Linked DNA regions of Zea mays: region 1 is linked to region 2. A link is a contact called in public Hi-C data. All regions are on one chromosome and are shown on one strand. Each heading gives the region's core, a stretch centred on a gene start, on an enhancer-like site or on the middle of the called end of the contact. The rest is flanking DNA. Distances are from core to core; before and after follow the strand shown.

Evidence for each region. Hi-C and Micro-C count contacts between places; a contact is called where the count stands out from the background.
Region 1: a Hi-C map of ear shows a contact between it and region 2, with 1.9 times the contacts expected there. The contact joins the promoter of LOC100501159 here to the enhancer-like site in region 2. A contact is called at or near these places in 3 of 25 Hi-C or Micro-C datasets (ear, leaf and tassel).

Annotation. Positions count from the first base shown.
Region 1 is chr1:305,653,373-305,657,735 of Zm-B73-REFERENCE-NAM-5.0, forward strand. LOC100501159 reads left to right here and starts at 1,524. Exons shown (of 1, transcript NM_001195955.2): 1 at 1,524-4,363. The coding sequence starts at 1,594. The coding sequence ends at 3,699. It overlaps LOC100272888, which reads left to right. Exons shown (of 6, transcript NM_001147341.2): 3 at 1-159; 4 at 286-463; 5 at 581-813; 6 at 929-1,383. The coding sequence ends at 1,028.
Region 2 is chr1:305,453,509-305,457,311 of Zm-B73-REFERENCE-NAM-5.0, forward strand. It overlaps LOC100281219, which reads left to right. Exons shown (of 4, transcript NM_001154138.1): 4 at 708-1,118. The coding sequence ends at 854. Among protein-coding and RNA genes, the nearest start is that of LOC100281219, 10 kb to the left of the region's middle. Within about 2 kb of position 1,998, at least 9 of the 20 cell types and tissues checked have an H3K27ac peak or open chromatin away from gene starts, as enhancers often do. A contact at or near this core is called in ear and tassel, where this site is marked.

The sequences.
Region 1 (4,363 bases), core at 274-2,773, 200 kb after region 2:
GCTGATGCAGGACCCTGCCATGTCCGCCATGCTGGGGGGCCTCACCAACCCGGCGCACAAGGAGCAGCTGGAGGCCCGCGTCGCGCGCATGAAGGAGGACCCCACGCTCAAGCCCATCCTCGACGAGATCGAGTCCGGCGGCCCCGCCGCCATGATGAAGTGAGTGAGCTGCTGGCTGGATTTGGATTCCTTTCTTCCTTGTACAAGCGGTAGATGCTCCAGCAAGGGAAGGAAGAAGTCCCATACCATGAACAAATGATGGGATGCGTGTTCAATTTGGTTCAGGTACTGGAACGACCCTGAGGCTCTGCAGAAGTTCGGCCGCGCGATGGGCGTCGGCGTCGGCCCGTCCGGCGAGGCCGGCGGCGCAGAGCACGCCGAGGCGGAGGACGACGCCGGGGAGGAAGGCGAGTACGAGGACGAGTCCATCGTCCACCACACCGCCAGCGTTGGCGACGTCGAGGTCTGTGCCGCTGCCACGCAGTCACGCACGCACGCACGCACGGTCACGACATGCATGGTGCTGACTGCTGAGTGCTGACTAACTACACCCCCTGCTGGTCGCCGGAGCTGCACGCAGGGCCTCAAGAAAGCGCTGGAGGACGGCGCGGACAAGGACGAGGAGGACTCGGAAGGGCGGCGTGGCCTCCACTTCGCGTGCGGCTACGGCGAGCTCCAGTGCGCGCAGGCGCTCCTGGAGGCCGGCGCCGCGGTGGACGCCGTCGACAAGAACAAGAACACCGCGCTGCACTACGCCGCCGGATACGGCCGCAAGGACTGCGTCGCGCTCCTGCTCGAGAGCGGCGCCGCCGTGTAAGCCACCAGCCGTCTACTGTATTTGCCCCGCCGATCTGCCGGCTGGCGGGCGGCTCACCTGAAATAAAAAAGCTTAGCTAAGCTAGCTCCGCCGATCTGCCTGTTGCTGCAGGACGCTGCAGAACCTGGACGGGAAGACGCCCATCGACGTGGCCAAGCTCAACAACCAGGATGACGTCCTCAAGCTGCTGGAGAAGCACGCCTTCGTATAGACGTCCCACGCCGCCGGCCGGCCCGTCTTGCTCGTCTGCTCTTGTCGCCGCTGCGGCCACGTCGCTTGCCTCTGCTACTGCTGCTGCCGTCGCCGCCATTAATGCTTTGTTGATTTCTCTCCTGGTCGAGACAACGCAGGTTCCTTCATCACTTCACTGTTGAGTATTTGCATTGGGTGTGTATGTATCGGATTTTGCTTTGCGTGATCACGGTACCATATTTATTTATCGGACTCCTCGTTCATCAGGTGGAGGTTTTCGTAATGAATAAGGATGAAATTTCCATTTCACCGTCCAATCCAATCTGTGTTTCGAGTTGCAGTTCAGGAAAAAAATTCAAAATTTTGCGACGTTACCACCAGCAGTCCACCACCAGAACGAATCCAATCCAATTGGGAGAGGGCGTGTATGAAGGGAATACTAATTTCTAGGTGCTTATCCGTAAAATGCTTCACGCCATTGTGTGCCTCACATAATCAATCGGACGGCTCAGAATCGTCCAAGATTGGACCCTGTACCCGGCCGCAGAACTCCGCGCCCGTCGGCGACATCCTCCTCCCTCCCAATGCTTCGCCGGCGCCGGCGTGTCATCCCTCTCCTCGTCCGGTGCTCGCAGCTCCGCCGCCAAAGCACCGTCTCCAGGTACCGTCCGCTTCCGCGGCGACGAGCCCGTGGAGACACCCGCTACACCAGCAACGACGACACCCTCACCCTCGGCCTCGCGCGGCGGAGGCGCGACGCCACCGGCAACGCTGCTCTCCGCTGCCACGGTACCGTCGCGGAGCCCTCTACCCCGCCGTGGCAGCGCGACGCCCAAGACGACGTGTGCTCGACGACCGGCCACGACCCCAGGCCGCAGCACGGCGCCGCGGCCGCTCGTGCCGTGCTCGATGACGACGAGACGCCTGGCGCTGACGCCTACGCCGCCATGGTCGCCAGCCGACTCAGGGAGCGCGACCTGACGCGCGCGGAGGCGCTCTTCGGCGCGGCGCCCGCGGCTGCCCGGGGGCTGTATCTGGATACCGCCATGCTCGACGGGTACGCCAAGGCCGGCCGCGTCGATCGCGCGCGCGAGCTGTTCGACGCGATGCCGGTGAAGAACGTCGTCACTTGGACCTCTATGGTTTCCGGGTACTTCCGCGCCGGCCGCGTTCAGGAGGCGCGGGAGCTGTTTGACGTCATGCCTGAACGGAATGACTATTCGTGGACGACGGTGGTGCAGGGGTACGCGCGCAATGGGATGCTCAGGGAGGCGAGGGAGATGTTTGATCGGATGCCTCAGAGGAATGTGGTCGCTTGGACGGCCATGGTTAAGGCCTACGTTGACTGTGGGCAGATTCAGCAGGCGTGGGAATTGTTTGATATGATGCCTGAGAGGAACTCGTATTCCTGGAATGCCATGATTTCTGGTTTTCTCAGCATTGGGAAAGTGGCTGAAGCAGTTCAGTTGTTTGAGAGGATGCCACACAGACACAAGAATGTGGTTTCTTGGACTACAATGGTCGCTGGCTTGGCAAATAATGGACTTGCTTGCAGGGCAAGAGAGTTCTTTGATCGGATGCCAGCGAAGGACACTGCGGCATGGAATGCCATTATCACCGTTTATGCCAACAATGGCCAGCTGAATGAGGCGCAGAGATTATTTGATTCAATGCTTGCAAAAGACCTGGTGACCTGGAGTACCATCATTGAGGCATATTCGAAGAATGAGCGTAAGCATGAAGCCTTAAACATGTTTCTACTTATGCGCCATTCAGCAGTGTCTCCTAACATTAGAACATTAATTAGTATCCTGGTTATATCTGAGAGCACAGTCGAAGTTAAGCAAATTCACGGGTTGGTCATTGCACTTGGATTCCTGTCAGAAACTTCCTTAGGAAATGCTCTGCTCACAATGTATTCAAGAAGTGGAGATCTGATGTCTGCCTGGTTTGCCTTCAAAAGGTTGGAACAGAAGGATGCCATAACATGGACGTCGATAGTGCAAGCTTTTGCAGACCATGGCTGTGGTTACCATGCCTTACTGGGGTTTGCTCAGATGCTGAGACATGGGTATAAACCAAGTTCGACTACCTTCACTGCTGTGCTGTCTGCTTGTAGGCATGTGGGGTTGGTTGGGAAAGGTCGCAAGATGTTTAAATCCATCTACCATGTTTATGGATTGGAACCAACCATTGAGCACTATTCTTGTCTTGTGGACCTTCTAGGTCGAGCAGGGTATGTAAGGGAAGCCAAGGAACTTGTCGATGGTATGCAGCAGGGTATGCGCGATGAGGCCATTCTTGCGACGCTCCTGGGAGCCTGTGTGGTGCATAATGAGGTAGAGGTAGCAAGAGAAGTGGGTGAGGATCTTGTCAGATTTGACCCCTCTGGTACCGGAGGCTACAGGCTCCTGGCCAATGTATTTGCATCGCATGGAATGTGGGATGAAACAGCAAATGTGTGGAAGGTCATGAGGGGCAGTAAGGCAAAGAGGACTCCTGGTTTTAGTCAGATTGAGGTGAACATGAGGAATCATGTGTTCTACTCAAGGGATCAAGAGCATCCACAATGTGCTGAAATATATGAGATGCTGATTGACACAATTGCTCCTCAGATGAAGGGTTCATCATGCGTGGGACTCTGGGAACTGACCCTCTTGTCCGATCCACGCGAATCGACTGCCTGGTGACCTTGGTTGCCTCATTGCCTGGGCTTGCTTGTCAAGTGTAAAAGAGATGCGACCAATGCTGCAGCATCCATTTACCAACAATAGTGATGATAACGATGCTGGACCTGTGGGTCATGTTCGGTGCTCATTGTTGATATTGTGGAAGAAACCAGCAGAACTTCTTTTTGGATATCGAAGGGCTCAGCAAGAAACTCAATTCTTCAATTATTATTTCCCCTTGCAGAATTGCAATAATGTTGAGCATCTTGTTTGTAGAGAGCAGCGAGCAGTGTGCCTTGTCAGCACCTATAGCTTGAAAAATTATGGTAATCCTGCTAGGACATAATGATTAATGAAGCTCCCGGGCCTTGAAAGGAAACTGTTTATCCAAGGTTTGTCTTGTCAGATGAAGTGAGCATTGTTCTCTCCTTGGCCTACCACAACTGGATGCAGATACAGCGAGATATTGAAGGGGGTGTGGTAGCAACAATTTTAGCGTCGATGGGGGTGTCAAATATATTAGAGATGCATATATAAATGTGTCCCTATCATGTCCACAAATGGTGACAAGGCCGGCTCGTGCTCCTAAACTCGGTTGCCGAAGGAGGATGTGTTGTACAACATCGTCGCCTCCAATTGACCACCCACACATCTCTTTTCTCGATCGTCATTCTTTCCCGACACC
Region 2 (3,803 bases), core at 748-3,247:
ATGTCAGACCAATCATCATGCGCATGGAGGAGAAAAGGCAAAAAAAAAAACGATACTGACGTGCTTCGGCCGTTCCTACTAAGGGAAGAAAGTGTTTCTTTCTTCAGCTCCTGGACGGATGCTCCATGTGGCGGCGCTGTTGGTACTGTGTCAATCCTTGGCCGGCCCAATAGCAAGTGAATCCGTGGCCCAATTTGATGGTTCAAATATTTTAGGGTTTACATTTTAAGGGTCTGATGTGCGTTCACATTTTTTTTAGCATCATCTGTTTTTCAACAACTCCCAATACCAGATTTTGGGGAACATTTTTTTCATGATCTCTTGGAGTTGCTCTAATAAGAGCCAGCCATATCTGTTGCCTGAATTCGTTTTCTGCAACTAACCAGATATAAAACGATTTGGTACATGCATGCTAAGTCATAAACTCATACCACACAATGGCACAAGGAACTCTCGGCCTGCTCAGTAAAGCCTCTGGGTGACAGTGAACCCTGTTATATATGGTATGTCAGCAGAGGGCATAAGGTTTTGAGATTCAGCAACGGATCAGATCATAACCCTTCGTTTGTCTCCGACGCCATGGCTTGAACATTCTGCGGTCCATGCCCGATTACACTTTAGGCTATGCAGTTTGTGTTCTGAAGGAGATGTTTCATTTGCAGGCATAAAATGAAATGAATCACTTGTATCTGTTTCCACTGATGCAGGTTCACAGGGAGGCTGCTGGAACAGCATCGCTGAGCGATGAACGGTTCGACGACCCCGTGTCTGCGGCAGAAGAGGCAGCGTTCTGCAAAGCCTGCGCGAGGTTCGGTTTCGGCCTTTACCTGTACCATGAAGACGAGACACCATAGAAGACCAACAATTTCTCCACATCGTCTATGCCGGCCCTGTTCTGTTTAGATTTGCGCTTGAGGGGCTGTGCTCTACTGTTGTTGATCAGTAAGTCTATCAGATACCCATCCCATTGCTGCTAGGTCCTTGAGCTGTTGTAACGCTGGTACTATGTTGTTTGCTCGTTTTGGTAGCTTTGTCTTGCAAAAAAATGTTGTCAGCTACAATTGGTATGGATTATGGAACTATTAGTATATATGCAATACTTTTTTGTTGCTTACCTCTAATATACACATCTCACACTGTTCAAGTTTATAGAAAAAATCACGTAGCATCGAATTTGTTTCAATGAATCCGCCATGAAATATTTCTTATTTTGTATTCTGGACTAGATGCTGACATATTTTTTTTTTCTAAAATCTTAGAAGTTACTGAAAATGGTTTGACACAAGCTCTGTCTCTTTTTAAGCGGACCGGCGAACCAGTTTGTAAGTTGTAACTGTAGACCCTCAGGGTTCCTTTGGAGCACATGATTCTCAAAACGCAAGAATAGAAAAACATAAGATTAGAATGCTCATACTATTAAAATGCTACAGAAATTTATAACATAGAAAAGTCATAAAATATCAACATGTGTTTAGATCATTTTAGATCATGCACGAGAAAAACATAGAAATACAAGACACAAAGGAAAGAAAACACGAGCAAAACATACACATGATTAAAATGCACATATCATTGAAATCCTATAAGAATTTATAACGTAGGAGAGTCATAAAATATGTGTTTGTATAATGAGCATGAAAAATCTTATAATTCAAGACAGAGGAAAGAAAACATGAGGTTGGATCTCATGCTTATTTTTCCTTTAAAATTGCTATGGAAGATGTCATTTTATAGGAATTTTTAAGGAATTGATAGGATGTCAATTACGGTCTCCTTTAGAATGCGGGATTTTCCCCGTTTCCTATGGGCTTCTATGAAAATGAACTAATTCTTATAAAATTCTTGTATAATTATCTGAAATTACTGCATTGCAAAAAGGCCAGAATTGAATCCTCTAAAAAACCTTTTCCCCTGTATTCGCGCTGGCTACAGTTGAGTGGGGGGCCGTGCGGCGCTGTTCAAATGTCGGATCGGTTCGGGTCAGGTTAAGGTCAGTCGTATGTCGTTTGGCACGACCCGTGTCTGACCGTGTATAGTGTCGGGTTGGCCCGTCAGTCGAATGTGTTGGGTCAGGTTTTTATGTGTTTTTTTACTTTGGGTCAGGTTTGATGTCACATCCGGATGTAAGGACAAATCCAAATGCATCTCAAATGTGTTAGGATAGTCTCACACATATGATGACTCATGATATAGAAATCAATAGCATATCTTTATTATAAAATAGAATTCTATACAAAAATAGCTAAGTAAAATACATCATATGACGACAACGATCCTCCATAACCATAGTTTATAGGGAGACGACAACCTAGACCTCTCTGAACTCATCACATCATCCTTCATACTCCTCCAGTGGTACCTGCTCTTCACCTGATGTGATTATAGTAAGGGTGAGCTTCCATACGATTATCGCTTAGCAAATGTGGAGAATAATGTATATAAGCTCACTTACGGTGGGAGCTCATGTGTAATGTAAGACTTAACAAGGAAAATGGTTAAGGTTAAGCATTGTTTTTAATTAAGTTGTTCAAAATTTTATTAGCACTTACTAAGTATAAGTAGATATCAACACAATGAAATAAGATATCACAATTAAAAATTCCCATAATGCAATGCAATGAATGATAGATTAAGTTTTGTCCCAACAATTAATCATGCGAGAGTTCTGAGTCGTTTATAACCGTGAGCACGACTGATATATCAGTTTTACACTCTATAGATGTAGTATCCTTTACCCACAAGTCGTCTTCCCTTTTCGCCCGGGGTTGTACGGACCCTCAGACACTTCCAAGGTGAGTTGACGAGTGTACACTACGAGACCTTTATAAAGTTCCACTGGCATGAGAGAACACACTACGGTTCTGTCAGAAGGGGGCAATATGAATTTCTTGTGCGAAAAGCTATCACAAACAAATCGACCCAAGAACCTCCCTATAACGACAGCTCGTCACACCCGCGGTTGCCCTTTTCGGGAAAGGATTAACCCATGCTAGCTTTCCTAATTAATTAGCCAAGATCGTATCATACCACCCTTGTGGTAACATTGTTGTTTCATGTTAAGCTCTATGTTCCAATTAACAAAATGATCTTATCATGAACAATAAAGAATCCATTGACAATAATAATAGAACATGATCATAATTCATATATAACATTAATCTCAAAACCAGGTAGATCAATAGCAAGACTACCCAATAATTCATTTGTATGTAAGGTGTAGGGTAAACAAAACTAGGTAACCTATTTGTCGGGTACCGTAATTAGGGGTACCCCCAACACTCCTAAACACGGTTGGTAACCACCATCAGCACAAGCTGCAGAGACTGATGGACGCAATTCAGGTCAAGGCTTCGTCTACTCAAGGGACGCGATCTCGCCTCGCCCGAGCCCAGCCTCAGGCGGGAACAGTAGTCCCAGGCGAATTCACGCCTCGCCCGAGGGCCTCCTCAAGCAACGGGCACACCCTCGACTCGCCCGAAGCCCAGCTCGGGCAGGCTTCGTTGGGAAGCAACCTTGGCCAAATCGCCTCACCAACCGACCGTATCGCAGGCGCATTCAATGCGAGGATCGCCTGACGCCTTATCCTGACACACGTGCCTCAGTCGGCAAGGTCGAAGTGACCGCAGTCACTTCGCCCTTCCACTGACCGACCTGACAGGAAAACAGCGCCGCTCGCCCCTCTCCGACTGTTGTGCCGCCCGCCAGGGTGAGGCTGACAACAGCTAAGTCCAGCCTCAGGCGCAACAGGAAGCTCCGCCTCGCCCGACCTTGGGCCTCGGCCTCAGGAGGAGGTCTCCGCCTCG